2 separate regions of the Mus musculus genome follow, and region 2 is linked to region 1. A link is a contact called in public promoter capture Hi-C data. All regions are on one chromosome and are shown on one strand. Each heading gives the region's core, a stretch centred on a gene start, on an enhancer-like site or on the middle of the called end of the contact. The rest is flanking DNA. Distances are from core to core; before and after follow the strand shown. Region 1 overlaps Ccdc191 (coiled-coil domain containing 191). Region 2 holds the start of Zdhhc23 (zinc finger, DHHC domain containing 23).

Region 1 (3,975 bases), core at 811-3,310:
TTCTAAAACCATCTGACTACCGAATTTACACTTTCTCAAAACAACTTACTATTTCAGGAACTACTAGGACGACATGGAATATAACACATGTTGGGGAAATGTGTTTTAGAATCTCTCACCAGTTTTAAAGGAAAGAAACAGCTGCTTTTAGAGATTTCTTATGTTGATTTAGCAAAGGATGAAAATGCTTTGACTGTCTCTAAAATCTATGTGTATTTTGCCTCATATGACTTCTTGATTCCTTTTGTTCTTTGTAGCACCCAACAAAGACTACTACTATATTTTCTCCAAATGTAAGGTCCTATCTTTTCAACTAGCATTTAATAACTTGCTTTCCCAGCATCTCTGAAATGTATTTTCTTCTGTCCATCGCTCTCTCCACCCATTCACCACCTTTGCTGAGAGCATCCTATGCTCTAGGTACACCTATGGCCAACACAATCATGAGGAGAGAGATCACTATCAGTGGGCTTCAACAAAGGGACAACTGGCAAAGACTCTACTAACCATCTTCTTCAGCCTCCTTTCCTCTCGTTTTCTCTCCAGCTGGGCTTCCTTTTCTTCTGCATCCTTCTTTTGGCGTTCTTCCTCTTGGGCTTTTAACTGAGCCTGAACGAAATCAGAAGACATAAAACTCAGAATCCTTCCTCCGAGTAGAAAAGGAGGAGGTCTTTGGTCCTGAGGCAGCAAAGTATCTACCAAATGCCTGTCCTCCTGGACTATGTATGCCTTTTGTGACAGGAAGGAAAGACTCAATTAGCATGTCCTATAACTTAGGGGTCTCTCTGAAAGGACCTTCTCCTGCCCATGAATATAGCAGTCTACTTTCATGATAAAAGTGACTATTTTCAGTTCTTACTTTTTGTGAAGAAACCCAGATAGCTGACCCCAAACAGAACTGTTATTTTTCTCTTATAGATGCAAAATTTCCTTTTGACAGTCTAAGTCAAATGTTGGGGGATAAGAACTACTGTCCTTTGGAAAGTCATTGGGTCAATATACAATCAATATACAATGTATCAACATACAGCATGCTAATTTTGGTTACCTGGGAATTTTCCAATCTGCTAGCTGCCATTCACTTTTGTAACATTTCCTTTCTGCTCTGCCAATGATGAATGAACCTTTCTTATTTTCCTAAAACTGAAATCAGAGGGGTAGGCCACAGCTGTTCTCAAGTTGCTCTAATCTACTGTCTCAGAAGGCATGGACACATAAAGTTCCAGGTTTTGAAATCTGAACAAATCGCTTTTCTTGCCTCAGTTTGCATTCTGAATTTATTACCAATTTGTCTTCTTCTTGTTTTTTCTTCTTTTCTGCCAAGATCTGCCTACGTTCAGCTCGTTGAATTGCTCTCTCTTCCATGGCTAAAAAATAGTAACATAGTCCCAATATAAAAAAAATATGAAGCACTCTGTAAAATAAATGTCTCCATATTATAGCCACATTTAGAGTTACCATTACGGTTTTCTTGTAAGTTGAACCTTCTGACATATGGAGCTTATTCAATTCAACAGGTTAAAGATCTAACATTAGCAATGATGAAAAATATATATGCTCATTACATTTCTGTTCATATTTCTTTAGAATATATTTCTATTGGTTTAAATAAGACAATGTTCTTGGATGGTGGACTTTTAGTATATGAAACTCAGAAGCCAGAATTTTAATACATTGCTGATGAACACACAAACACAAATGTAACTACAGCTAACAAGCACTTAGAAAGTAGAAAAATTCCTTAAATTTCCTTAAAAGTCACTTATGTGCAGCTATTCATTTTTCTGAAGTCGTTGTTCATGTGTCTGTAAGGGTCATGGGGAATATATTTCAGTGTAGTGTAAGACCCAGGCACCCAGATGGGCTGGGAATGGAAGTGAACCAGGCATTTGGAGAACTGGCAGCAGAATGATTTTGAGTGTCAGACTCCTGTTCTTGACAGTTTATTAAATATCGATCCAAAAGAAACAAATGTGCAAGATGGTCTGATAATATGACTGTACTCAGGCAGGGCTGGCCCAGGAAGGGGCACAGGCCTCAGAAGCATCGAGTTCTGCTCACAAAGCCAGCCAGCCCACTGGTACTTTCAGTTCCTTGGGTCATGTTACAGAGGAAAGAAGTTAAGTCCAAGTTTTAAGAATTAATAAACAAAAACCTCAGCAAGCTATTTCTTACAGCTATGAACTGTCTGCTTTGCCTCAGAGGATTAGCGGTGCTAGCACAGATGGCAGGGAGACTGTCCTTAAGGAGGAGAAATAGACTAGAGATTAAAGTGAAGAGCCCGAGAAGCAGAGGCTCGGAAAACAGCTCTCCCCATCTCTCCTAGATTGAATCATTAAAGTCTACTTAAGAAATAGACTGGGATTCTGAAATAGCTAAGTCATTGATCAAACAATAATTTCAAAAACTTATCACAATGAACTGGACATTTCCTGATCGGCCTTAGCTGCTGCCCTGCCAGATGGCTGGTATATAGCCAGGCAATCTCTTCATTGACAGGAACTGACTAGACACACAGTGTCCTTCAGATGTCATTAGTTCTTGCCAGGGCAGCAATTTTACGATAGGTTTAAAAAACCTCATATTTACAGAAATCTATTGTCAAAGAACTCACCACCCCATGTACACACACACAGGAGCAGCTATGTGATAAACTCAATTAGCAGAATTACAAGGAGTAATGTCTCTTACACATGTTGTTAAGGAATACCTCTATCTTAAAGCATTAGTTTTTAAATATAAAGAGTTCCATATGCAACTAAAATACTATCAAATTAAACTACCTGGTTTATACATCTCATTACCAAAATGCTACTATTAAAATATAATGTGTCATAAAGTGACAGAATCACGGGACTGGAATTGCTATCAGCTCATTGGTATTTTGGCATTGATGACGGCATTGATAATGGCAGATGAACTTTACCAATATTTATTTAGCCTTAGCTGCCACTCAGAGTTTTCATTTGTGTACTTCCCCCCCCCCCCAGTGTGTATGTGTGTGTGTGTGTGTATGTGTGTGTATGTGTGTGTGTGTGTGTGTGTGTGTGTGTGTGTGTGTGTGGTGCATGTACAAGGGCATATACTCATGCACATGGTAGTTATGGGAAGGCCATAAGAGTTGGCAGAAGGGCAAGGAAAAAGAGTAGTGGAGGCTCCCTGGTGCACTCCATTCCTCCCATGGCTACAAATCTCGGCTCTTCCCCAGGCTCTACCTAGTGTCAAGAGCTGTAAGCACCCAGCCCAGACACACACTACTCCAGTGGAAAAGGCAACCATCATGGAGACCACTGGGGCAGTCTTGCCTTTCAGTAAGGGATGGGGTGCTGTTGGCTGCTTCAGGGTCCTTCTGGATGCAGAAAGGGGTTTTCTGCAATCAGTTCTACTATCTTCACACCTAGGGGATGGAACAGATGAAGTGAAAGAAAATAAGGAGAAAAAGACAAGAAAGACAATTGTGATCAATAGCTAGCTTCCTTCAAAGCCTTTATAGCTGAAAAACTCAAAGCACTATACCGAGTTCAATGTAATTCCCAGTTAACAAGTTATTGTACCCAGACTAAAGTCTGTATAAGGACGTCCCCACCCTCATCAACTTCTCTCCTAAACACTCTTTCATGGCACACATGGGGGACGTGTCAAGCACATGTGGAACCATCTTCAGGACTTTTGAGAGACTTAGACTCCCATTCTAAGTCTGAAGATAGAGAGTTTTACTGTGAACAACTGAAAATTCAAGTGAGTCAATGAGCCAGCCCTGGGGCTGCTCCTGGGGACCATGCTGTCTGCCCTCGTTTCTCAGCATTAAACCATCAGAAACCCAAAAGCTTAGAACACGTATTTTTCTCTTTTCCTACATAATTCCAGTGTTTGTCTCACAACCACCCAGGGCTCACTGTAAAATGGTATCCGTCTAGGCGGCCATTTGCTTATCTCTGTACACCTGGCATGGGACAGTCAGCATACATGAGGTTC
Region 2 (3,634 bases), core at 501-3,000, 34 kb before region 1:
CTTTAAATTTTACAGTGCCTTCCTTGACTTGGCCTCAAGGCCAATGGTCAGACCTTTTGTATGTCCGAAAGAGTCATTGGCCATGTTGTATCTGAATGAAGGGATATATATGTATATATATACACACATATATACATGTACATATATATACATATGTGTGTGCATATATGTATGTACGTATAAGTACCAAAGGTGAGATTATCCTTTATATATCAAAAAGACTGAACAGTAATTTAGGAGAAGGAAGTATATAGGACATCAATGCTCATAATGAACTACTTTCAGTTTTAGAAGTCGTAAGATTATTATAAAATCTGGGCATTCCATGACAGATCAAATTGAGTCCATGAGTAATGCTTAGATTCAGCTTAGCAACACCCATGATAGAGGTGGCCCATCAGGTAGAAAATAATTAATCACTTTTCAGTAGCAGCTAACTTGTCTTGCTGGCAAATTATAAGCTGGACACAAACTTGCACTCAGCAATAAAGACTGGGGGGCATGCAAGCTGACCGGAGTTGAGAGGCGCAAGCTTGGGCTCTCGGGAAAACCACTCAGGCACTTGTGTCAGCACCAGTGGTTTGTGAAAATAAGGACTTGGCGACTTGACTTGAAATTAGCTGCGTCCCCCGGGATTTAGGAAATGTTCAGGACGTATTTATTGTTTTGTTCTCTAGCTGTCTTTCTAGAACACGCACATATATTTATTTTTATTGAATATCCATTGCCTTTAGTCAATGTTTCCTTTCCCTCAGTGTCACCAAAGCCAAATGTCATTGCTAACAATGTTTTTGAGACGCCTGTAGGGAATAAAAATACTGGCTAAAGGGAAGGGTTTCTCTTCATGAATCCTAACTAATCTCCCTGGGGCAGGGGGCTTCGGAGTAATACCTTCTGTTCTGTTCTGTTCTGTTCTGCTTTGTTTTGTTCTGTTCTGTTCTGTTCTGTTTTGTTTGTGATAAGAACATAGGAAGTCTCTGGCTGTGAGTTTGAGTGACTGGATTAGAAACTTCAGATTGTTAAATTTAGAAAAATGTTAACTGTCAAAGTGAATGCTTTTGTGGTTTCTCTTAAAGCACTTCACCATATACCTCAAAGATTACCAACGTCACTTTGTAGATAAAACACTAAATATGTACGTAGAATTAATGAGATCTTAATCTGTTATGTATGGATTGACTTCAATAAAACCGGAAATGTTTAAGTTGTCGTTTTTTCTTCTGTTTCTGCTTAAAACCAAACCAAAACCTAGAAAGCCTGGGGTAGGGAAAACCTGTACGTAGGCCCATAGTTCTTACAGATTTGTGCTGCAATACAAACCCAGAGGGGACTCTCTTGGGCAATTTCATTGCAAATGTGCAGACTACTGAATCAAAAGTACCACCGAGGCCTGGCTGGAAAGCAGCTCCATCCTCCAGGACTCGCGAGCGAGAACAAGTTGGATAAGCCGGGCTTGGGGTCCACAGCGGGCCTCAAGGGAAGGCGGGCGACTCGTGGGGTGGCACCTCTGAAGGCGGCCAAGGTGCGGATCGAACCCCAACGCCTGTTGCCGGCGCTGGAGGACCGCAGGCGACCGGCGGAACTCTGGCGGCGCGCGAGCGCCGGGGTCCGATCCCGCACCCCGGCGGCACCGCGAGGGCCCCGGCGCAGGTGCGAGGTGGCCCGGCCGGAGCGCGGCGGGGGAGGGGCCTCGTGGGCAGGCGGCGCACGTGCGGGCGGCGGGATCCCGGCGCCGGGGGCGGGGCACCCGGAAGCGCGCGCCGACCTGCGGAGCGGCGACCGGGGGCGACTGGCTCGCTCGGCAGGCGCGCGCACCGGCGGTGCTCACAGGTGGGCGACTCCGCCCGGCACTCCCGAGCCTGCCGTGCGGGGTCGCAGGCTCAGCCGCGCCCAGGGGAGTCGGTCCTCCTCCCGGTCCCCGCCTCTGTCGGGAGGGCAGGTAACTTCCCCGCCAAGGTCATTCTCCAGGCCCGCCCACGCCCTCGGAGCGGCGGGTTCGGAGTGGGCTGGACGGGCGACCTCGGGGCTGCTGGGGCTCCTGGCATCCCCGGGCCGGTGGGTGGTTGCAGCGCCAGGGCGTCGCTGCCTGCACCTGCGAGGGTGAGTTTCCACGGCGCGCAGCCTTGGGGTGGGGACAGCCCGGCCCTTTGAGCCGGCACCCTCAGGTGAACTGGGCCGCCCTAGCTCTGCTGTCCCGGGCCGCGTGGTCGGCTGTCGCCATGGGAACGGCTGGTGCCCAGATGTTGCTAGCCTAGCTGGGAAGGGGAGGGGAAGGTGCTCAGAGCCCCAGAAGTCAAGGAACCCTCCTGTCAGGCCACGCGGAGCCCGAAAAGCCTGATGAAAGCAGGACCCTTCCCCCCTTTTCATTTTTTTATTGCTCAGGCGTTGGCGTTAATGAGAAGCAAGGATGTGTTTACAGGATGTGAGTTGAGTTCTTGCCACCTTTACCTTCTGTGAGCTTCTTATGCCTCATGGTGACAGGTACAAATCCGTACACTAAAGGGCAATATGAAGCCAGTCAAAAAAAAGAAAACCGAAGAACCTGAATTGGAGCCCCTGTGCTGTTGCGAATACATAGATCGAAATGGGGAAAAGAACCACGTGGCTGCCTGTTTGTGTGATTGTCAAGACCTCGATGAAGGCTGTGACAGGTAAGCTTACAGTTTCCAGATGCTGACCCCACTGGTTCTGTTGAGACCTACATATGTATATATATTCCTTCAGGTTTGCCGTCCAGAATGCTGAGGTTTGTTCTTGCTATTCCAAAGGATCTAAAATAGAGGATTGGTTTTTTGCTGTCAGGTGTGAGGATTTTAACAGTTTTCATTTTAAAGGATCATGGAGGATAGTAGGGTAGATTAGATGTATATAAGAACGCAATCCAGCACACACACTGCAAGTTTAAATGGACACTCCAGAAAGTTCTGTATTTTCAGTGATCTTAGTAGGACCCATGCATGGGGTTGTTCTCACGTGGTCACATGAACTTGAAGGGTAAAAGATAGCTTCTCTGTTCTCAGTTCACCCTGTATTTCCAGAGAGAGAGGCCATGTACACCTTGTGGGGAGTGACTGTTTTTCTGTGTGTAGCAACACAGTCCTGGTTGGAATATTGTCTTATCTTTGGCCTTTACTTTTACCACAATCTCAGCGATGGAGATTGCTATCTAAAAAGAGAGTTTTTAACCTCTGTTAAAACCAGTTTGTATCAAGCAGCAATAAACTGCTTTTAGCCATTTTTCTAAATATATATATTTTAAACATCTGCTTATGGAAGGCATAAAGTGATAGGAAGAGGGATGTTGGAGACAAGCTTTTCCCAGAAATTGTCCCTTCTGGCTACACAGTCATGGTGACTGTAGATTGTTAATCAGGCCAAGAACAGCTTTGCATGGGGACCACTGCAGTCTTCTGTCACTCTTGACTGGTAAAGCCCATTACCTCTTTGTTCCTTGTCTCTTTCTATAGTATTTCTTTTTAAATAGGTAGCCTTAAATATAGCTTCTTGAGACTTAGTCTAAAATCCATCCTGAGGAAAATAGAGCACTTTGCACTAAGGAATGGAGAGTGTATGCCAGTTCCATAATGGCCATCATTCAGGAAGGACCATGGCTTTGCCACTAACTTTGCTAACT

The links. Promoter capture Hi-C pulls out the DNA fragments that hold promoters and counts their contacts.
Region 2: a promoter capture Hi-C map of hippocampal neurons shows a contact between it and region 1, with 1.8 times the contacts expected there. The contact joins the promoter of Zdhhc23 here to the enhancer-like site in region 1. A contact is called at or near these places in 3 of 39 promoter capture datasets (the C10 cell line, hippocampal neurons and pre-B cells), 5 of 484 Hi-C or Micro-C datasets (CD4 T cells, cerebral cortex, cranial neural crest and 2 more), 2 of 115 datasets of contacts at active chromatin or transcription factors (bone marrow-derived macrophages and embryonic stem cells) and 2 of 9 other capture datasets (adipose tissue and pancreatic islet).

The regions. Positions count from the first base shown.
Region 1 is chr16:43,944,061-43,948,035 of GRCm38.p6, reverse strand. It overlaps Ccdc191 (coiled-coil domain containing 191), which reads right to left. Exons shown (of 16, transcript NM_027801.1): 10 at 3,306-3,397; 11 at 1,285-1,367; 12 at 508-609. Among named protein-coding and RNA genes, the nearest start is that of Zdhhc23, 34 kb to the left of the region's middle. Within about 2 kb of position 2,060, at least 11 of the 459 cell types and tissues checked have an H3K27ac peak or open chromatin away from gene starts, as enhancers often do. A contact at or near this core is called in hippocampal neurons, where this site is marked.
Region 2 is chr16:43,977,925-43,981,558 of GRCm38.p6, reverse strand. Zdhhc23 (zinc finger, DHHC domain containing 23) reads left to right here and starts at 1,750. Exons shown (of 5, transcript NM_001007460.2): 1 at 1,750-2,100; 2 at 2,383-2,651. The coding sequence starts at 2,509. It overlaps Gramd1c (GRAM domain containing 1C), which reads left to right. Exons shown (of 17, transcript NM_001359085.1): 17 at 1-1,209. Gm46552 (a long non-coding RNA gene) reads right to left here and starts at 1,686. Exons shown (of 2, transcript XR_001781930.1): 1 at 1,321-1,686.